Linked DNA regions of Anas platyrhynchos: region 1 is linked to region 2. A link is a contact called in public Hi-C data. All regions are on one chromosome and are shown on one strand. The core of a region is the stretch at or near the end of the contact, and the rest is flanking DNA. Distances in the headings are between cores, read along the strand shown.

The links. Hi-C and Micro-C count contacts between places; a contact is called where the count stands out from the background.
Region 1: a Hi-C map of liver shows a contact between it and region 2, with 2.3 times the contacts expected there. The contact joins the enhancer-like site here to the promoter of ZMAT4 in region 2. A contact is called at or near these places in 3 of 8 Hi-C or Micro-C datasets (liver, skeletal muscle and subcutaneous adipose tissue).

The regions. Positions count from the first base shown.
Region 1 is chr23:439,388-444,146 of IASCAAS_PekinDuck_T2T, forward strand. No RefSeq gene overlaps it. Among named protein-coding and RNA genes, the nearest start is that of TCIM, 35 kb to the right of the region's middle. Within about 2 kb of position 1,259, at least 1 of the 8 cell types and tissues checked has an H3K27ac peak or open chromatin away from gene starts, as enhancers often do.
Region 2 is chr23:367,403-371,678 of IASCAAS_PekinDuck_T2T, forward strand. It overlaps ZMAT4 (zinc finger matrin-type 4), which reads left to right and starts at 2,114. Exons shown (of 7, transcript XM_005029474.6): 1 at 2,114-2,282.

The DNA.
Region 1 (4,759 bases), core at 9-2,508, 71 kb after region 2:
TGCAGCTTCTGCACTGAATAGCACCATGCAGGGCGGTGATGAACAGGACTGGCTAAGGAGAAAAGCTTTTTGCTTGAAAAGATGCAGAATTGTTTCACTTGCTGCTGTCCTGCCATCTTGCTCAGTCATTAACCTCGTCCTGATGAGGGATCGCTGTGCTTGTGAGCGCAGCTGGCCCCAGCTGCGTCAGGCTCATTAGCACCAAGGGTGCCATAAAGGTGCTGAGCCCGCAGGTTGCCCTCAAGGCTGGCAGGCAGGGCTCTGGCTGGCAGTATGGGGTCTGGCTGGCAGGAGGGGAAGGGGCCCTGGCTGTGGGGCTGCTTTGAAGGGGTGTGGGGTTGGAGGTGATGGGCTATGGGCACAGTCCCGGTGCCAACCACACGCAGCAGGGCCTTGGCCAGGGCTCTGTAGCCCCCTAGGAGCAGGGGATGGGCTGTGCCTTGTTGGGGGGTCAGCAGGACAAGAGGGCCTCTGGGCACTGCACTTGGCGAGCTGGCCTGGCAGTCCCAAGGCTTTGTTAGCAAGCCAGCAGCACACACCTTCATCCCGAGACCTGCAGTCACTCTGCACTCAATACAAGCCATGCTCTAAATAGTCCATGAAGCTGCTCCCAGGTCTGTGCACTAAACGTGAGGTGCTGCAGCCAAACGCTGTTAGGGCTGGAAGCAGTGAGTGACCCAGACCTGAGCGATTATGGCTCAGTGACTGCCTGGCTGGGAGCATTAATGGGGCTGGCGAGGGGCTCCTTGGGCTGAGAGGAGCCAGAAACCTGCTGGGAATTGTGGAGGAAGCAAAAGCCTGCAGGTCCTGAGCAGATACCAGTGTGAAGTCTGTGACTGCACTGGAACAAATGAGGCCTTGTGAGTAACTGGTATTATTATTATTATTTTATTGTTGCTGTTTTTCTTATAGTTCTAATGTCCACAAACATCTTGTGCTTGAGCTGTTTTGCCTCGTAATTTCTTAGCAATGTTTGCTCTTCCTTTTATTTGGGGACTTGCTGCACTAAAGGTGAAGTAATTTGTGCTATGTTCAGTTAGGATTGTTAGTGAGGACAGAATGTTCTTTTATCCATCAGCACAAGAGAATTTTCTCTAGCAGATGCTTTTGGCTGTCTTTTTTTTTTTTTTTTTTTTTTTTTTTTTTTTTTTGTGTGGCAAGCACTATTAAAACTGAGGCATCCTTGTATTAGCGTGGACAAGGGCATCCTGTGCCATTGAAGCTGTGGGCTCTTGGCATGCAGTACTGTTTGTAGTAGGGTCTGGAAGCTCTACACTGCTCAGGGAGAGGCAGCCCTGAGCACGTGAGATGGGCACCAGGGATGTGCTGAGTACAGTACCAGTGCAGCACCAGGGAAGTGCCCAGGAGCAAACCCTGCCCCAGCACAGGGGAGAACCTGCAGGGAGCAGTGGCTGTGTGGCACAGCTGGAATGCTGTGGAAGTGTGCAAAATGTGGCCAGAGTCATTGCACAGAATAAAGCACCTAGACATGTGCTTTCCAAGCCGTGAACCTGCTCAAGTTTTTGCCTTAACACTGCAAAAAATATTTTGCATGTTCAACATTGCTGTAAGAGTTGCGACAATGTTTACAATCGTGATTAGTCAAAATCTCTGCCAGAAATATTTTAAGTGACAGTTTTATAAAATCATTTTCTGCTTTCATTACACAGGAGAAAACCCCATGGTTCACTAGGGACTCCTGCAATGGTCATAGGTGTGAGGAGAAATGCTCATTAACTTGCTCATCTCCCCCGAGCGTGCACAACAGATTGTCTTCCAGGCACTAAGCTGGCACTGGCAATTCTGCTGGGCTTGTGCTGGAAAGACAGAATAAACCTGGAAAAGACAGAATAAAACCAGGAAACTCCTGTATGGAACATTTATTAATTTGTCTGTCTCCACCACCAGTAAATGCACTGCAGAACTTCTGACAGAAACTGTGGCTCAGTTAGGAGGGTACAGCTGAGAGCACCATGAATTAAAATTGAGGATGAATTACAGATGGCTAGGGAAATCCTAACACAAGTAGAGGCAGGAGACCTGATTACTTCCCACTTCTCCCAGCTCATGCAGGTTAGTCTGTTCTGAGTGCCTCCTGCAGCAACTGCTGAGCCATGCTCGTGCTCTCCAGTGTGAGTAATGTCTGTTTGCTGTACTTTAGCTGCTTTAGCTTTGGCCAAATAAAATCAAATATCTCCTTTTGACTGTAAGATGCAAGGACTGGTTAGCTGGAGCTATCCACTCTGCCTAACAGCCAGGTTTTTTAGTGTTAATTACCTCCTGCAATAAATTAACCTGGTGCTATTTGTGTAACAAGTCAGGTGAGAGGGGGAGGTGTCTGAGGCTGACCAGATGAGAGCTCATTCCACTACCTCCCGAGGAGTTTCTGGCAGTGGGCACAGAAAGGAAGCCAAGGCTGCAGGATTAGCAAATCCTTGCATGTTGTTTGGAAAGGCACTTGAATTTGCAGTGACAAACCACACAACCTCTCCTGAGAATCTGTTTGGGGCTGCTTTGCTCTTTCCCTTAAAATTCTGTTTTCCCTGTGCCTAGCTTGTGCTGTCTTTGCCATGGATTGAATTAGTCTGAAGTGCATGTGGGTAGTAAATGCATTATTTTTTGCTTCGTCCTTTTCTGTATTTGAGGATTTAGCACATCTCCTCTGCCTACCCTTCTCCAGACTGAATGGTCCCATTCAGTAGAACACAATGCAGTCAGAAGGCTGTGGATCTAAGGTGTGCTGCTCTGGTGACGTGTCCTGAAAATGTCCAGTGCTGCGTTCCTCTGCAACGTCTCGGCTGATGCACATATGTATTCTGCGGGGGGGGATCTGAAGTGGCAAACCTGCACTTCTTTAAAATATTCTCCTTGCAGCTAGTTTTTCAGTGTCTGTTTCTCCTTCTGGCCTTTCCTCTGCAATTAGAAGTGCTTTGCTGAGATGTCTTTAATGCTTGCTAAATTACCTCGTTTGTTTTGCTGTTGAAATGGATCTGTTTGCTAACACACACTGCTTATTGCTCTACAGTAGCAGGGGCTCTAGCTTTTGGCAGTTTTTTCAATGCTGTTTTTTTTACACAAGTGGGTTCCTAAAAATATTTCCTGCATGTAGATAGTACCTCTACTGTATGAATTCAGATTATGGGTTTGATTAGGTGTTAGAACTGAAAGTTGCTGGTTGCATTTTCATTTGAATTGAGCTGGGCTGTAAGAAGGCTCCATTAATGCTTACTGGTTTCTAGGCATTGAAGTTTGCAAATCTGTCTAAAACTTGTCCATGCAGCAAAATGAGTTTCTGCAGCCTGGCTCAGTCTGCGCCTCCGCAATCCATTACAACTAATGCTCCCCGTCCCCCCTTAACTTCCAAAAGCATTTATCCTGCTGTGTAGAAAGCTGCTGCCTTTTGTTTTATTCTTATCGAGCCTGGTGCATCCTTTACAGATAAGTGGTCTGAAACTAATACCATATGGGTGCTAGTAGTGCAGCCACCCCTGCTGGTAGGAAGTTGGGAGAAAAGGAAATGTGTGTGTTTTAATAAATGCTCCATGTCATGAGCAGAAACAGAGTTAGTTTGTCTTAAGAAGCTCCCTGTGGCTTAAGCACATATTAATGGCAGCAAAAAACAAAACAAAACAAATTGAAATCTCTGCTGCTGTAGGGCAAAATCCCACTGACTCTTCTTGGTGGAGGCACAGGAACGCTCTTGGGGCTGTGCTGCAGGACTGCGGTGCCCTGTGTGCAAGGGGCTGTTTGCTTGGTGGGCGTGCAGCAGCAGTAATGTGAGGGGAAGCAAATTGCTAATCAGAAGCCAGTCACCCAGCAAGGTGGTAGAAAGTAGCTAGAGAGAGCACAGAAGAAGTACTTGGTATGTGACACTAAGGTTTATTTTTCTACTGTACAAATTGAAAACAGGAACACGAGCCTAAGATCCCTCAGGAAATAGCAGTAGGTATTTGTGTTGGTATGTATTCATTATCTGCCTTGCAGGTGTTCATGTCTTTAGCCTGGAAATACATTCCCTGACCACTAATGAACTTTAGCTGGTACCTGTAGCTTCCTACCCAGCAGGACCACACAGAGCTGCAGTGCTGCGGAGCTGCTTGCCACCCTGCTGGGAAGCTGCAAAATCCCCTGGCAGGCATGGGTGCCCTCAGTGCTGCTTCTCAGTGCCCTTGCTGTCAGCACAGCATTTCTTGCACCTCATGCTTCCGGTGGCCAGGGCTAGGTTGGGTTTCTCCTCATGCTTCCAAACCCTCCCCGAGGGCACGACATGGCGTGGAGCCTTTGGCACATGGTGCGGGAGCCTTGCTCCCTCTGAAAGGGCAGTGCTGGGTGCTGCCCTGCAACGCGGCTCCTGACAGCTTCACCTGGCCCCGTGCAACTCCAGGCAGAGTACCTGGCATCTTCCTGGCTCAGTGCTCTCACCGCTGCTTCTCAGAATTTCAGGTAAAATGGCACAGATCCACGAGCTCTGCAATAATCTGCACTTTTCCTTTCTGCCTCCGGTTACAGCGTGGCCTCATTTTGAAAGGTCTGAATAACTCTTTTGGCCCCTGGATACAACAGCAAATGATGATCCTTCCCTCCTTATTATATCTTTGGCAATAATTGTTCTTCTCCAAACATAGCATTTTCCTCTTTATGAGAATTTGTTCTCATTCTCATTTCCATCCAGAAAGTGCTGTTTTCGGTTTTATTTTTAATTGAAAGGCTGGAGGGCAAATGCAATTAAACTGTAGTGCGTGAACTGTAACTTGTAATG
Region 2 (4,276 bases), core at 864-3,363:
TGTACCACTCAGACCTGGCAGTTGCTCTCTTCCGTATGCAATATATGCTTTCTGGCAAGAAATATTACTTAAGATAGAGCATTTTTATCCGGCTCTGGCAAAGGTGCTAGACAGCAGAGCTCTGTCGTGCGGAATGGCGGAGGTCTGTAATCTCTTTGATTAGCCAAATGTTCACAAAGGGAACAAAGTATGCTCATTTTTACCTGGCTTTGGAAGTAGAGGCATAAAGAAGCCTGTGTCAGCATGCAGGACAAGTGGGTGTGCTGCAGTTCTTCCAGGCCCTCTGCTGCCTTGAGCAGCGCAGGCCTTTGAGGCACTCAGCACGTTGGTCCCTGCGAAGGCGCGTGCCGGGAATAGGACAGGCAGGGCAGAGCAGAGCAGAGCCATGTTAGCTGCCTTTCTCCTGGCTGTCTGCATGTGCGTCATGGGCTGTAAATATCACCTGCCAAGGCTGGAAGCAGAACCTCTCTGCCCCATCGCGTCCTCATTTCCTACTTAGCAAGTGCTAAGGAATTGCCCTGACACGAGCAACGATGCCATCAGACCAGGGTGATTCAGCTCGTCACCTGTGCTGAGCAAACCCTGTTAATTATGGAGCTTTCAGAGCTCTCCATCTTTCTTCTGTCACTCTGTAAAAATTCTGTTCTTTAGATCTTATTTCTCTTGCTGCTTTCCTCCTTGTCGCATCCAGGTGCCCTTCTTACAGAGTAACAGGAGGGATGCTGGTTGGGGGTTACCTCAAAGAGGAATTGGACTGCAGTGGAAAGAGGTGGACAGGCAAACGTGGGCACTGATCGTCCCTGTGGTGGGGGATGTGGGAGGGCAACATCTGCGTTGGTGACGCCAGTGCTTGGGTTTGACGTGATGTAGCAGTCTTGTATGGTGCTGAGGAATGAACTCGTACCACTACTTCACATGTCCTCTAAAACCAAACGGGCTAGCATGTCTCTGCCCCACCTTAGTGAGTTTTTCTGTCTTGATGAACTGGCAAAAAATGTTTTCAACTTCTCAGATATTTCATGCAGAAATGAGCAATCACTGCTCCGAGTGTCATTATAACATTGTTGTGTATTTGAGGAGTTCTGATTTTAAATACAAATCAAAATAGCAAGAGATTTCTGATATTTTTAAAGTGTATTTTCTAAGTCTCCAAATTAATTGGCCTGTGAAATACAACAGGAATTACCAGGCATCAAAGAGAATATTTATGAGCTGCTGAGAAGGCAGAGGGATAAACAGCGGTTTGAGGACTACCCTTAGCTTTCTGATACTCTCCCAAGTCTTGTGCAAGCCAAACAGTCTCTGGTCTCAGATGGGCAAAGCTGTGGGGAGGGACTGTGAGCATTCAGAGCTGCCAGTGCTGCTGGTCACCCGTGAGGCACCTCTGGGCTTGGGCACAGTCCCCGGGTCCCATCACACAGGCTCCCTGCAGTGTGTGGGGTCGGCTCCTTGCCGATGCTGCAGCTGCTCCAGCTGGAGAAGCTCCCGTGCTGGCAAATGAGGTGCCTGCCGAGTCAGCCAGGTGGGAGCAGAACCCCCCCGTGGTATCCAGCCAGTCCTCAGCACCCTTTCCCCTTAGGAGCAGAAAGGAGGAAGGGGAGACAATGTCACCTCCAGTTACTGCTTGGGAAAGCTGCTCCTGCCCTTCATCTCTGTGTGCGGGGCTTGCCTCCTGTGGTAGCCCAATGGTACGTGTGGCAGGAGCCTGCGGTGCAAGGTGTGTTTGCTGCATAAACCCAGGGTACTAAAATAAGTGCGTCATCTGCAAAAGTGTGAAACTGGAATTAAATATATTTCCCCTGGAGCCTGCGATATCCTTCACAGCCTCTGCCCTACAAATCAGATTTGCACATCCTTATATTCTCGTAGTAAGGAAAATCCCTCCCAGGTGCTTTGATTTGGGCTGCACCACGTGAAGCTGGGCAGCTCTGCCTCCCCCTGACCTGCCAAGCCTGCCCCAAGACCAGGGCCTGCCTTGGGCCGTGGAAATTGGTTCTGGGGAAGCTCCTGATGATAGTAGGAGCTGGATCCGGAGGGAGGCTGCTGAGGCCAGTGCAGCCTTGCAGAGCACCACAGAGCCAATCGCTGCTGCTAGGGGTGGAGCTGGAGCTCCAGCAGATGATCGCCGAGTGCCTTTCCAGCACAGTTGGTCTGGACGGCTGCGAGATCTGGTCGCGGGGAGAGGAGAGCTGCAATTGCAACTCCAGTGTGCTCCTTCCCCGGCAGCATCGCTGGAGCAGCTGCGATATCCTCTGTGCGCCAGCCCCACCAGCGACACGAAGGTACTGCCCCCTCCCTCCCGGCTTGTGTGCTGCTTGTTGCTTGGATCTGTGTTGATTAGAGTTGGAGGAAAGTTTATTGGGAAATCAGAGCTGTGAGGTAACAGTGCTTGTGGGAGAGCAGTGGGAGGTGATGCGCTGCGCTGCCGGGATGAGGTGCCAGGTGCAGGAGGCGGCTGGGGCGGTTTCGGTGCTGCAGGCGCCGCTGCCACAGCAGAGCCTGGGCTCGGGGGCCAGCCTGGCACCCGCTGCGCTGCCCTCGTGCCGCGGGGGGAGGTCAGAGGTGGCTGGCACACGGTGTGCTCGTGATTCGGATGCCTGCCGGCTGTCAGGGTGCTTTCCTGGTGGTGGTTTTAGTGAGCGAGGCATCCACCTGTTAGCAGGTGGCCAAAGCCGAGCGGGCCCCTTGGCGAGGGCTTCCCCAGTGAGGCAGCTCCCAGGCTGGGTGGCCAGTGGGAACTCGGGGTGCTTTTACCGAAAGGTCTTTGTGCAGCATTTCCCACAGCCCTGCTTGGGAAAGCAAGCTCCTCGGGCTGCAGGTGGAAGTGTGGATAGCTGCAGATGCAGGAAAACAGCTTATTCTCTCTGCTGCTTGTGAAGTTTGGAGAACTTCCCGAGCGAGCCCCACTTAGAGAGCAAAAGTGGGTTTCCAGGGAGGTAGCTTGGGGCTGGGGCTGCTGACCCTGGGGCAGCCCCGAACAGGCTCATTGCAGCAGCCCGCAGGGAAAGCAGCTGCAAACTTATGCCGGTGGCTGCTGCTGGAGAAGGGGCTCGGTCTGTGTCCCCTGGGGCTGGCTGACCACACGTGTTGCACCAGGGCTGTCCATAGGTCCAAGAGCCTGAGCTCTGTCCGTCCCTCATACAGCACGAGCCAGGTGCCTGCTGTTTGGGGCTGCCTGAAAGATCTTTTGTAATGACTCCTGAGACGTCTGAATTGCTGGTGATCCATACCCATTGACTAGTAATACCCGACCTGAGCAGTGCCTGTCAGCTCCTGATGGGATCTCCCTGATCACTGCCCTTCAGGCAGCCACATGCTCCTTTTGCCCTCCTCTGGTGCTGGAGTGACCTTAGTGTGCGTCACTGGGCGCAGAACAAGGTTTGCGAAGCCTTGAGTAGACAGTAAAAAATCACCAGTTTGCATTTTCTGCATGAGGTTGTGCTGTTGGCTCTCGTATGAGCACGTGCTATCCATCTGCAAAACACAAACAACCGTCCCTGAAATGTGAGAGGGGAACGCAGGGGAGCCATGGGGCACAGCTGAGCTGGAGTGGGGTGGCGGGGGCGCTGGGCAGAGGGGGACCTGCTTCAGGCTCTCGTCATTGCACAGGAAAGGGACGGTGATGGGGGTCTCCTGCGGCTTCCCTGGTACTGTGCTGTGGGGTGGGAGTGGCAGTGACTCGATATAAACAATTTTGTAAGAGATATTTTGATAAAGGTTGCTAGACAGTGACTCATCTACTGTAGGAAGGGGCAGAGCAGGAGCTTTTTAGGGTAAAAAAACAAAAGGGTCTTCCCCCCCCCCCCCCCCATTTTGTCAGAAATGGTGAGGGCAGGACATTTTTTTATTTTATTTTTTCCCTTCAGGAGAGTAGACCTATCAATCAGAAACCTCCTAACTCCAGTGACCCTGCACCTGCTTTGGTGCCTTCTGCATCTCTTTCCCTGGGGAGGATGCTGCCTTCCCGTCACATCCCTGAGTGGGACTGTGTTCTAAAACTTGGCTTGATTTCCCCCCATCCCAACCGTTTTTTTCTGACCAGCCTTAGTCACTTCTGAGTCACTCAAATAATTAATCCTTGTCCCTGTGTAGCGGTCAGCCCTGCATTTCTGCCTGTACCTGGCCAACCTGGGTACGCATGTTTCAGAAGTCACTTTACTCTGGTCTGCGTTACCCTGTTTTAACTTTCCTCACAGTTCCAACCTCCCTCCCTTGTGCTTTGCTGCCCTGCTCTGCTCGCTGCGCTGGAATCACAAAAAGTGCAGAACAGTTTGAA